3 separate regions of the Sus scrofa genome follow, and all the other regions are linked to region 3. Evidence: chromatin contacts called from public Hi-C data. All regions are on one chromosome and are shown on one strand. Each heading gives the region's core, a stretch centred on a gene start, on an enhancer-like site or on the middle of the called end of the contact. The rest is flanking DNA. Distances are from core to core; before and after follow the strand shown.

Region 1 (4,327 bases), core at 656-3,155, 99 kb before region 3:
AAAAAAAAAAGGGAATTAAAATCCTCTATAATGATAAAATCATTTTTATTGAAAGTAAAAAAGTGTTTATATTTTGACTGGGTAATCCCAATTCTTTGAGAGCAATCTGAAGAAATAACTGAAATTTTTTTAAAAAGCACAAGCTGGAGTTCCCATCCTGGCTCAGTGGTTAACAAATCTGATTAGGAACCATGAGGTTGCAGGTTCGATCCCTGGTCTCACTCAGTGGGTTAAGAATCCGGTGTGGCCGTGAGCTGTGGTGTAGGTCGCAGATGTGGCTCGGATCTGGTGTTGCTGTGGCTCTGGTGGAGGCTGACAGCTGCAGCTCTGATTATACCCCTGACCTGGGAACCTCCATATGCCGAAGGAGTGGCCAAGAAATGGCAAAAAGACAAAAAATAAATAATAAATAAACAAAAAGCACAAGAACATTTACATTTTTCATCCTTATCAACTTAGATGACACTTCTGAGATGCCATCCTGAAACAGTGTGTCCCTCCTGTGTTAATACAACATTCTTGACTTCTCATAGTACTTTGTATGCCCCTGTAATGGACTATTCACTTGAATATCTTCCCTACTGAACAACAATAAGTGCCTTGCAGTTAGGGACCAGGTAGGAGTTCAGTAAAAATTGTTGAAGAAAAAAAAAAAATTCAGGAGTTCCCATCATGGCTCAGCGATTAACGAATCCGACTAGGAACCATGAGGTTGTGGGTTCGATCCCTGCCCTTGCTCAGTGGGATGGGGATCTGGTGTTGCCATGAGCTGTGGTGTAGATCGCAGACACAGCTCGGATACCGTGTTGCTGTAACTCTGGCGTAGGCCAGCAGCAACAGCTCCGATTAGACCCTTAGCCTGGGAATCATATGCTGTGGATGCGATCCTAGAAAAGATTAAAAAAAAAAAAAATCAAACAACTTAAAAATGCAACAATAGAGAAATGGATAATTAAATCTACTACCCATTTATTAGAATGTAGGGGAAGAGAGAAGAATAATATACATGGAACATACACTTTAATGTTAAATGAAAAAAAAAAAGGTGGAGGAATACAATAATGCCAAGAAAAATCGCAAAAGAAGACCGGAAGGAAGCACAAAAAAGTTCAACAGCTATGTATGAGTGGTAGATTTACAGGTGAATTTAATTTTAAAATTTTCTATCCACTCTTTCAGTCATTTACTGGGTAATGACGTTCCAGACACAGGATGGGGTGGGGGATCGGTTGCAACTTAAGCACTAGGATGGGGACATACACAGGGAGTTTGGAAGCCAATGGAAGGTACACAAGAAGTAAGAACTCCAAGGAGGAAACACCAATTCTGCCCATGAGACTTGAAAATGCATTTAAGATGGGCTGCGTTTGCCAAGTGAAGGGCTGTGAGCAGAGCATTTCAGTTGGGCACACACGACACGAGTTACAGCTGGCGGTGCTTGGTATGTTTGGGGGACACAGGACACCCTGACGCGGCTGGAGCGCAGAGTGCAAGTCGGGAAGAAGGACGAAAGGAGCTGAAGAAGCTGGTGGGGCCCAAATTCCACACGGCCATGTAAACCTGGACAAAGACCGCGGACTTCAGGTTAAGAAACAGAAAGCCATAGCATGAGTCCAGCAGAAGCTAAGTCAACCTGGAAAGAGAGGCACGGACTGCAGGATTCAGTGACATTGGCTGTATGGACCATGAGGCCTAGAAAAGCAGAAAGCACGCCCGGGGTTGGAGCCAGGGAGAAGAGACACCCAGCAAGTCAAGAGGAAATCTGTTAAAGAAATCTCGAAGGAAGCGCCTTAGGTCCAATCGCCCTACGGACCTAGGCAGCCCCTACCTTCTGGACGCGATGTCCTTGTGTCTTCGCCGGGCGCTGCTACTTAACAGGAAGAACCTCAGGCCTGCCGCAAAGGAGGCCCGCAGCGCGACGTTTGCAGCGCGACACCAAGAGCCAACCTTCCGCCTTCGCTCCCCGGAAACCATAGAAACCAACCCATCTGTCTCCCTGCGCGACCGTCTGCACTGGGCCCTCGAGATTGCAGAGCAGCGATACTAACCTGGGCAGACGTTTGGGAGTCACCTTAGGAGTTGGTGTTTTTTTTTTTTTTTGGTCTTTTTGTTGTTGTTGTTGTTGTTGTTGTTGCTATTTCTTGGGCCGCTCCCGCGGCATATGGAGGCTCCCAGGCTAGGGGTCCAATCGGAGCTGCAGCCACCGGTCTACGCCAGAGCCACAGCAACGCGGGACCGAGCCGCATCTGCAACCTACACCACAGCTCACGGCAACGCCGGATCGTTAACCCACTGAGCAAGGGCAGTGACTGAACCCGCAACCTCATGGTTCCTAGTCGGATTCGTTAACCACTGCGCCATGACGGGAACCCAGGAGTTGGTGGTTTTCTGCTTCCTCCTCGCACTATGACTCTCACGATTGGTGAGGGTCTTGACCAAGGAAGGCCGCGAGAGAAAAAAACAGCTACCCCCATTCCCCTCCAGTAGTAAGTAGTTAAGCTGAAGTGTGGACCTACTCAGAGTGGGTTCCAATTCTGGCCCCGCCTCTGTCACGCTGGTAAAGATTCTTAACCTCGCTATGCCTCGGTTTCATCTTATGATAAAAATATCTTAAAAGATAATGATAGTGTGTACAGCATAGGGTTGATTTGGGGATTAAATAATTTAAAAGGATTAAATAATTTAAAGGCAGTTTGTGACACCAGTTTTTGGGAAGCACTTTAAGGTAATCGCAGTTCTTTTACGTCTCAGCTTTTAAAATTTGTGGGGAGTTCCTGTTGTGTCTCAGCGGATTACGACCCGGGTTAGTATCCATGAGGATACGGGTTCAAATCCCTGGCTTCCCTCAGTGGGTTAAGGATCTGGCGTTGCCACAAGCTGCTGCCTATGTTGCCGATGCCGTTAGAATCTGGCGTGGCTGTGGCTGTCACGGATTGAGACTGTGCCCTTCCTTTGTTTCAGACCCTCCCAAGACTCCTTTTGATTATAGCAGTGGCTCAGAGGTTGGGTGTGTGGGGCCAAGAAGGGGGTGGGGGAAGTTGGGGGGGTGGTGGGAAGAGAATACTAGAATATGTCTAATTTTTGTCTTTTTTGGTTTCTTTTTGTGTGTACATGTTTACAAACTATTACTTGTAAATAAATATTTATTTACTGGGGTTTGGGCTGAAAACTTATTTTTAAGTGATGTGCTGTCAAGACTGTATAGAGAATTCCAGTGTTCCAGCCTTCCCAGCCTCATTGTCCAAAATCCCCTGCCTAATGCCCCAGCCCAGAGTTTGCTGTTCCATTGTATTCCAGGAAAAGTCCTTCCATCTAGTCTCTTTGATTTTTTTGTTTGTTTTTTTTACCTCCTTTCCCCTGGGATGACACTTACTCCCCCATCCTCCATCTCCATTTTTTTTTTTTTTTTTTTCCCTCTTTAGGGCTGTACCCGAGGCACATGGAGGGTCCCAGGCTAGGGGTCCAATGGGAGCTGTCGCTGCCAGCCTACATCACAGCCACAGCAACACAGGATCTGAGCCATGTCTTCGACCTACACCACCACTCACTGCAACGCTGGATCCTTAATCCACTGAGCAAGGCCAGGGATGGAACCCACAACCTCATGATTCCTGGGCAGATTTGTTTCCACTGCGCCATGATGGGAACTCCCCCCCATCTCCATTTTTGCATGCCAGATTCCTGCTCTGCTTTAGGACTTTTGCGTATCTCCAAAATGCTGAGGGTGCGGCCCTTACAAAAAAGAAAAGGTCGAAAGTCTTGGGTTTGGCATTCAGGACCCTTCAGGATCTGATTTCCTCACACCTCGTTTCTCACCAACCTGCACTCAACCTCCTGGTGTTCTCAGCCACCCAGAATTGCTCTCATGCTTCCAAACTCTGTAGAAGCCTTTTCTTCTCTGCCTGTACTGATCCCATCTACTTGCTACCTTCCCACGGTCTCCCAGGCGAATGCTTAATCCGTCCGCATCTTTTATGGCAGTTTTTGGTGAAAGGTTCCCGAATTCCTGAGCATTTACTAGGCCTCTGTTGAGATCCCAGCAGTCCTGTTATGTATCGATTCCTATCACAAAATTTGTTAACTGATGTCCGGCAACCCCCCTCCACTGTACCATGCCTAGGGCCCCGTGTCTGCGTGGGTGTGCAAGGATGTCGGTGACCTGTCTGCCTCGCCAGCAAACATCAGAAAACTACAATTCCCAGAACCTCAGCGGAACTGCGCCTGCACCATTGCTATGGTGACCACAGGCGCCCGCTAGGATTCTTGCGCTTTGCGTCATTCGTGATGCTACGTTGAGGGAGCGTAGGTACCTCCTCTCCGTCCGTCC
Region 2 (4,068 bases), core at 754-3,253, 77 kb before region 3:
TTCAGCATTCTGCCATATTGGCTTCCAGATACATTCAAGAGTCACTTATTAAGCGTTTGCTGTATTGTGAACCACCAGAGAATTAGCCTAGAAGACTGTATAGGAAGAAATAAAATCCAATTTTTTACCAAAAAATCCATCAAGATAGATGGGGCAAGTATTAATTCTATTTTGCAGGAGAGGAGTGATTATTAATATTATTTTTTGCAGATTATTATGTGACTATCCTTGGGTATCTATAGGAGCAGTGGAAGAAAAAAAATATCATTTTGAGAAGACATCTACATCTCCTGCTTTTGAAAGGCTCTTTACAAAGAGCTTTTGCAAACATTATTTCACTCAGTACATAAGGCTTTGCAACATTAAGTGGTCAGAGAATATGAAGTAGAATAGAGTTCCTCATGGGGCAAGGTTAGGTAATGATGGAAGACTTCAAGAAATGACTGTATTTGGATAAGCAAACAGTAGATGAAAACACCGTGATGAAAGCCAAGGATACAGGCACAGCCAAGTGGATAAGGGGGAAAAAAGTAAAGGCATGATTTGGAAAAAAAAAAAAAATGTATAAAAGACTGACTAGGTAAGAAATGGTTATAGTTGATAGAACCTTTGAATGTCAGGATAAAGAGGAGGTACACATGAGTAAGAATACACGCCTCGGAAAGAGCCTTGCTGGCAAATGCAGGGATCTGGCGTGAGAGGATGAGGGCCAGATATCTGCATTGTGAATATGCAAAGGGAGGAGGAAATAATGGCTAAAGACACTGGTAACTGAAATGGGTTAAGAATGATTTTAAGGCAGTCCCAAGGTTTTGCTAACGCTAGAGAAAGTACGCAAAAAAGAAATGACTTTGCCAAAGTCCAGTTTTGAGCACCCCCCCATTTCCGGGAACCCTTTCGAAAACTGCTAAATATTCATTCTGATGCACTTTCCCCTCTACTCCTGCACAATAGTTAGAGTTTTTTTTTCCTTCTTCTTCTTCTTTTTTACTTTACTGGGACACCTGGTCTCCCCTTTCCTCGGCCATTGTGGAATCCCTTATTGAAGGAGAGAATCTCTCTGTTCCGGATAGTTAAATTCTTGCTTCCGGAACCTTAGTATGTTTAAGGATTCTCAAATTCTAGCTAACGACCTACAGATCTCAAGCCACATATAGTACAAGACAATAGCCATACAATAAAAGAACGTGGCCAGTCTCTTAGAAACAGGTTGAAATCGGATTCCGCGACTTCGGCGGCGGCCTGTGGTCCCTAAAGACTTCTGGTTCTCCCTGCAAGCGACCCAACAGCGCTGCACAGCACGCACTCAGGCCCCTTCCCCGTAACCCGCCGCCAACCCCCACACCCTCAAGGCCGGGTTCGTGAGCAGAATCCAATTTTCCACGGCCCACTGGATCTGCAGGGCGTCTCAGTGCAGGAGCGGAGGCAGGAGGGGCTTCGGGGACCGGCAGGCCCCCAGCGGTCGGGGTTACTCCCATCTTCCTCCTGCTGCCCACCCCTCTAGGCTCTACAGCTCCAGGAAAACCGAAAACTGACACTGTGGCCCCACTACCCCTCCCGGCTGTCTCCCATCCCCGGAAGCGACCAGGCCCAGGGGCACCCCAGTTCCCTTTTCTCAGGGCAAAGAAGGGGTCCGCGAGTGAATTAGCCTAGCGTCCATGACCTTCCTCCCCATCCCCCCAAATGCCTGGGCCTGGCTTCCTGCCAAACCCGCAGCGTAGGTTACCCGGGGTTGGAAGGCGCCGCTCGCTGCCGGGAGGGGCGGGCTGCTGCAGAGTCGGCAGCGGGGTCTGGGTCTGAAGCAGCGGCGGCGGTGGTTCGGCGTCCGGGGCCTGAGGCCCGGAGTGGGGCCGGGGAGAGGGGCGCAGCGCCGACGCTTCGGGGAGCCGGGGCTCAGCAGCGCCGCTTCGAACTCCATGGGCCGCTTCAACGTCGCCCCGCACGCCATGCCGCGGAGGGACCAGGAACCGGGAGCGGACGCGGCTGTAACTGCGGCCCAACCTCCGGCTCCTCAGCGGAGCTTGCAAGCCTAGCCGGCTCCAATGGCGCCTCCAGCACCCGGCAGCCGTGATGGCCCCGCCTCCTGTGACGTCACAGGCCTTCGCCACCACTCAGCGGAGGGGGGGAAGCCGGACGAGGGCCGCTCTGGGAAGCCAGTCAGCAAGGTTCCGGCCCTCGGTGCCCCCTGCTGAGGAAATGGAACGGCCTGGGCGGAGAGATTGGTCACCAAGCAACCTCGGGAAGGCCCCCACCCCCGCCTCTGCCGCTCCGGTGGTCCCATCCTCCCCCCACCTTCCTGAGCTCTAGAGCCGAATGGCCCCTTAGGTTTTCGCACCTGCGCGCACTGGCCTGGGGGGAGGGGAGAGATGGGAGGAGCCTCTCGTGAGGCGGTGGGGGTAGGTGTCTCCCGGTCCAATAACTTCCTTACATCCAGGCCGCTCTTGTCCTCGTGATAAGAGGAAAGGTGATTCGGAAAGGTCTGCAAGGGCATTTTACCAAGTCCGGAAAGTCTTCACCAGAACTGAGGATCTGAGGATGGAGTGGGAAATCCACCAACCCCATGGAAATATGTGCAAATTGTGTGTGTGTGTGTGTGTGTGTGTGTGTGTGTGTGAATGTATTTGGGGGTAGACGACCCATGTCTTTATTAGCTCATCAAAGTGGTCTGTTACTCAAAATAGTTAAACAGAAAATCTTCTGGCTTAAATCATCCAAGAATGATGCCAGAGTTAAGAACTTCAGCTGGTAGCTGAATTACCAGTCTCTCCATCTGACCCGGCAGCCCAGGTGCTCAGGTCTATCTGAATTCTTTACAGCACTGCTAGCTGTAAAGTGCTTTTGATATTCTGGAAAGATAAATAGGTAACAGGAGGATTTTGCTTTCAGGGGCTCTATGTGCCTGTATATTACTGGGAATCAGGTCAAATGCTTTGAAGAGATCATCAAAGGGATCCGTCCTCCAAAAAAAAACTAAAACCTTTATATAACTATTCTTATATATTAAATAATGGCCATGACTCCTGGGATCTGTCTACCTAAACTTATCTCTGGGATTTTCCAAAACAGTCCAAATTTCAGATACTCTCTTCTAATAGACCTCATGCCAGATAGGTGGGTGCCCCAATATTTGAGTTGGAGAATGTTCCATTCTTTGTCCCTCTTCTGTTGCTTTTCTCTGTCCTCCAATTTCTCCAAATTTTATTAAGGTCCAAACATAGATTAAGTTTTTGCATTTATCTTTGAAAAGTAGCAGAAATAATTCTAAAATGATTGAGAATACCAAATGTTAAGTTTATTTTATACCAATTCTTTTCTACAAGGACATAAAGAAGGTTTACAATAGGCTAAAAAACTAGAACTAGAACATCAGGGCCAAAGAAAAGGAGACCACTTCTGGGGTTAAACATGCCTGAATTTGAAATTTAATTCTCGGTTTCCTGGCTGCCAAGGCAAAAATGAAAACACAGTACATGTTGAGTAGATCTTGTCATCTAAAAGGAATCAATTCATCAGAGGAGACAGACCATAGTTGTCTTTTTCATAACACTACATTCTAAAGGTACTTTCTCATGTGACTTTATTAGAAACCAATGAATGATGTAATAAAGTAATTAGGAAGGTTTGAACAAATGCAAACGCACTGTTTAAATGGACATTTCTTGTTATGTCCAATAAAAGCCAAGGACGTAAGAGCAACCTAGGGATGGTTATTTTATAAGGGGCTTGTCTAATATGGCCCAAGCAAATTGCTTTCTTGTGGTTTAAAATGGCCCAAAGTTAGAGTTTAGAAGGTTTGAAAAGTGTGTCCCTGGGTCATCATTCTAAATAGCACTTCTTCTAGCCAGGGTTTTACTAAGTGCTTTGATAGTCACTGTCTTCTCCGTGATCCCTTTTTTTTTTTTTTTTTTTTTCCTTTTTAGCGCCACACCTGCAGCATAGAGGTTCCCAGGTTAGGGGTCCAATCGGAAATACAGCCTACACCATAGCCATAGCCAGATCCAAGCTTCGTCTGCAACCTATACCACAGCTCTGGCAATGCCAGATCCTCAACACACTGAGCGAGGCCAG
Region 3 (4,661 bases), core at 1,200-3,699:
CTTGAAATGCCTGGGGACCGGAAGAGACTGGAGCAAGAACTTTATCAACTGGAGCAATGGAAACTAAATAAAGCTCCGCTCAGAGGAACCTTGCTTTGCACTTACGTGATACACATTTTCACTCGATCTGTGGTTGAAGTTGGGTTCATGATTGGACAGTATCTTCTATATGGATTTCATTTAGAGCCTCTATATAAATGCCAGGGCCATCCGTGTCCAAATATAATTGATTGTTTTGTCTCTAGACCTACAGAAAAGACGATATTTTTATTATTTATGCAGTCCATAGCTACTGTCTCAGTTTTCTTAAATGTTCTAGAAATTTGCCACCTAGGTTTTAAAAAGATTAAAAGAGGGATTTGGGGACAATATAAATTGAAGGACAAGCAAAATGAATTCTGTACAAACAAGTCAAAACAAAACCTTGCCAAATATCAAAACACATCTGCAAATTCACTGAAGCGACTCTCTTCTGCACCTGATTACAGTCTGTTAGTGGAGAAGCAAACACACAGAGCAGTGTACCCTAGTTTAAATTCATCTGTATATCAGACAGATCCTGATAGTCACCGTGGAAATGATGAGAGAGGCATTTCGAATGAACAGGAAACTGTACTTTCCAACAAGATGTGCACACTTAGTACTGCCTGTGGTCATCTTCAAAACGTCAGCTCAAGTAATAAAGAAGACACTCATAAAATCTCTGGAAAAGAAGTTAATGGTAACCAGGTGAGGGGAAAAAGAGAAAGTGACAGCGAAGACAGCAAAAGGAACCACTACCCTAGAGGTTACCGTTCTATTCCAGGTGATGCTATAGATCTGAATGATCATACCGGACAGTCACCCCAAACAGCTTTCTCTTTGCCTGCTAACTGCACCTGGAAACCAAAGTGGTTTTGTGCTACATGGGGTCCCTCTGCAGAAAATGAAAATCAGGCATTACCTCCTAAAGGTAACCTCAAGGGCCAGCTCAGAGAGAATCCAGTTAGAACCCTTCCTCCTTCACCGGGAGACTTCCAACCACCTGACATTCCAGACACTCCTGATTCTTTGGGAGTGTTGTCCTTTGAATCTGAGTTGGTCAGAACCTGTGACAACCCTGCTGCGAGTCCTCCACAACATTCTGTGTCACTGACAAACAATCTCATTAGTAGGCGGGCTCCCACCGACCTTCAAATCTGAATAGCTGTTGGCTTTTAGACAGTCTACATATTACATTATTACAGAAGTAGCCTAGTGACCGTGAAGCAGACAGAACAGATAAGGGCAGCTAGGAAGACCAGATGTTTAGCCAGACAACTGCAAACCCATTTAAAAAAGGGAAAATGGCTCTAATTCTGAACTGGGAAAGGAGTAGTTTCAAGTGCAAACACAGTTACCAAATTGGGATTACTTTTTCACGGGCTCTCTTCAAAATATGTGATAACTAATTTTGGGAAAAATCACATGTTCAGAATCGAAGCTAAATGGAACCAGGTTTTTCCTTGAAGGGAGCACAGCATTCAGAGACTGTCCTTGATCTATGTAATACCCTCTTTTAGTTATTCATCTTTTATTTCTGGATACCAGTTAAATCTTGCCCCTGGGACTGTAGTCTATAGTTTCCTTAGAGACTGCAACCTAATGTGTCTTGAATATAATCATAATGTTGCTATCTAGTAAATAAAAACTTAAAAAGATTGGTTGCTTTCTTTCACCAGTTTATAGCATCGTGATTCCATGCCAGGATCAGAGTCTTGGCTCTACAACTCACTGGTCATCTAACCTCGCCAGTTTACTAGCAGAACCTACCTTACAGGGAAGGTGTGAGGATTAAAATAAGAAACATAGGTGTTTAATGCACTGCGGGGCACACAGTAAACGCTCTAAAGCCTAGCTCTTATTAGCATATTAATGCTCATCCTCCGTAGGCCCACGTCCAGCGGGCACAAAACAAGGAAACTCCAAGCATAAAATCTGGAGCCGAAACATACGATTCTAAGCAGTCTTCAAGCCATTGGATACAAGGGTTGCCCTCGTCGGTCGCGTGCAATTTTTCTAGACGAGTCGACAAGCCAGCACAGATAGGCTGCCGCAGCACTTCCGAGGTTCCATTTGAGACAGGTCCGCCCACTCTCGGTGTCCAGAGACCCTCCTCTCAGGAACCAGTCCTAGAGCGCCAGGGCTCCGCAGGCCCCGCCCCCTGGCGCCACGCCTATCTTTAGCCCCACCTGGACTCCAGCTCTTTTCCAAAACCTAGCCTCCCGCTAAGCAACGGAATCTCTGGGAGACCGGAAGAGGAAGGAGAGGTGCTGCTTCATTAGCCAGAAGGGCGGGCGTACGCAGCCTCGTTCGGCTCAGCCCACCATGGGGCATTCAGAGCGTCCTGGTCGCCATGAAAACAGGCCACACCCCGGCGATCCCAGACCGTGCTTCGCAAGTGCGCAGGCGCATCCGCTCTTCCGCGCATGAGCAGTGCTGCTCCGAGCCCGCCAGCCACGGTCTCAGGCGCCAGCTACGCCGCTGCCGCTGTCACTATGGCCCATTACAAAGTGAGGGGGGCGCGGCGTGGCTGGGGGCGTGCGGGCGGTAGCCAGCCGCTGGTCGGCTCGGGTGGGAGTGGGGGTGCGCGCGCAGGTTTTGGGGGCTCGAGGTAGCGAGGCGGAGGCGGGGTTGCCGGACCCCCAGCGCCTTCTTCCTGCTCCGGCCCCCCGGCTTTGGCCACTGACCCGCCGTGTCTTCTCAGGCCGCCGACTCGAAACGCGAGCAGTTCCGGAGGTACTTGGAGAAGTCGGGGGTGCTGGACACGCTGACCAAGGGTGAGCATGGGCCAGGAGAGGGTTCCTCGTGCCCTAGTCGTGCTTCTCGGCGCTGCGTCCCTGTCGGGCCATGGCGTGGGGAAGGAGGGGAACAGGTGGGACCCGTCGAGGTCCGGAAAGGTGGGCCTCGGGGTTCAGCGGGGACCGACGCATGTCTGGCTGTAGGACGCCGCCCGGGTAGGGTAGCCGTGCTCACGCTACCACTCTCCCCGCGGGGAGTGAAACTCTTGCAGCTGTTGCAAAGTCCCTCCAACTTCCGTTGCTTTGCCTCGAGCAGCCGCAGTGAGCCTGTTTGCTAAAGACCTTGAGCGCCCAACTCCCCCCTGACAGTTTTTGCGGAGTCTTCAAAATCCTGTACAGAAGCACTTTTTGTCGAACAAAGGGCAGGTGGGAAAATAACGATTTGAAAGCAGGCTATAAAGTAGTTAAGTGCACCTAATACTCAAAAGTAGCGGTTTGGTTGTGGTTTTTCAAATCAACCCCATTTCGTAGTACATATAAATTCCTACTGTGTGCAGACTTCATAATTAAAGTAGAATTAGTTTAAAGAGCTCGAAAGCACATCAAAATGTTTATACTGTTTTCACTTTTTAAAATGGAAGCTGTTAAACTGTATCTCTTACTCTCGGGTTCATGATCCAAATAGATGAATAAGGTGCTTGAAACCAGACGGTTCCAAGAAATAGCGATTTCATTAGCTAAGCAGAAATGAGAATGCCTGTTATGGCTCCCTCAGCTTATTGGCTGGGCCTTTAAAGAGTGCAGGAGAGAAGATTTGGCAGGGATGATGATCTGGGTCCATATGAGAGGTAGAGTAACTATCTGGGAAATAATTTGATAACTGTTCTTTGGCTGGAAACAAAGGTTAAGGAAAAATTCTGGGAGAATAACAACTCTAGGTCTTCGGAGAAAGCAGGGCTTTTAATTCCCAAGGATGGGCTGGTAGTGTTGAATTGCTACCTACCTTAGGATCAGGTACCATTTTCCTACATCTTTGCAAATAAATTTCAGTAAACATAAAGGAACTACATGAAAGCACTGTGCTGTCATCCTGGGAAGTACCAGAGACTCTTGGAATTTCATCGACCTTCCCCTCTCCTCAATAAACTCCATAAGCTCATTTTTTTCATTTGTTTAACCATTTTATTCAGGTCTTTGTGTTAGGCACTGGGGATACAACAGTGGGAAAACAATAAGTCCCTGCTCTCAATGAGCTTATTTCCTAGCTGGGGGAGACAGATAACACTTAGCGTCAGCCAGTAGCACGTTATGAACAAAAATTAGCAAGGGGGATAAAGAGGGATGAATGCGCCTTTTTTATATAGAGGGGCAGGAAGAAGGCCTATCTTTAACAGTTGAGCAGGGACTTGAATGTAGCGTGATGTCAAGAGTTTTAGGAAGTGTATGGAGGCCAGAATGGCTGGATAGAGTGAATGGCACTGGTAAAGGGCAGAGAAGTGACTGTTTCCGGAGGTAAATGAAGATATTTAGATATTTGTGGCCATACAAGGATTTTCCTGCGTGAGAGATTAGAAACCACTGGAGTCTTCTTTTGCCTTGCTGACATCTATTGTATTCCCTCAACCTCCCTAGATTTCCAGTCTCCTAAATAATATCAGACAGAAGAGTATCTATTAATATGAGCTTTTTAAAGCCTGATTCTGTGTACTTCATACAGATTTAATTTATAATCCAGCTTATTTCCAAGACAATTTGGAACTACTAACATTAAAACGATCAGGAAGTGTTCCTGTTGTGGTGCAGTGGAAACAAATCCGACTAGTAACCATGAGGTTGCAGGTTGGATCTCTGGCCTCGCTCAGTGGGTTAAGGATCTGGCGTTGCTGTGGGCTGTGGTGTAGG

Evidence for each region. Hi-C and Micro-C count contacts between places; a contact is called where the count stands out from the background.
Region 1: a Hi-C map of liver shows a contact between it and region 3, with 3 times the contacts expected there. The contact joins the promoter of NDUFS5 here to the promoter of MYCBP in region 3. A contact is called at or near these places in 1 of 5 promoter capture datasets (liver), 7 of 47 Hi-C or Micro-C datasets (embryonic fibroblasts, fetal heart ventricle, fetal skeletal muscle and 3 more) and 1 of 2 datasets of contacts at active chromatin or transcription factors (alveolar macrophages).
Region 2: a Hi-C map of liver shows a contact between it and region 3, with 4 times the contacts expected there. The contact joins the promoter of AKIRIN1 here to the promoter of MYCBP in region 3. A contact is called at or near these places in 11 of 47 Hi-C or Micro-C datasets (alveolar macrophages, blood, embryonic fibroblasts and 6 more) and 1 of 2 datasets of contacts at active chromatin or transcription factors (alveolar macrophages).

What each region holds. Positions count from the first base shown.
Region 1 is chr6:94,910,984-94,915,310 of Sscrofa11.1, reverse strand. NDUFS5 (NADH:ubiquinone oxidoreductase subunit S5) reads right to left here and starts at 1,905. Exons shown (of 3, transcript NM_001244988.1): 1 at 1,829-1,905.
Region 2 is chr6:94,889,344-94,893,411 of Sscrofa11.1, reverse strand. AKIRIN1 (akirin 1) reads right to left here and starts at 2,003. Exons shown (of 6, transcript NM_001128455.1): 1 at 1,830-2,003; 2 at 1,727-1,827. The coding sequence starts at 1,948.
Region 3 is chr6:94,812,121-94,816,781 of Sscrofa11.1, reverse strand. MYCBP (MYC binding protein) reads left to right here and starts at 2,449. Exons shown (of 5, transcript NM_001244917.1): 1 at 2,449-2,531; 2 at 2,726-2,798. The coding sequence starts at 2,517. GJA9 (gap junction alpha-9 protein) reads left to right here. Exons shown (of 1, transcript XM_021095982.1): 1 at 1-1,677. The coding sequence ends at 1,182.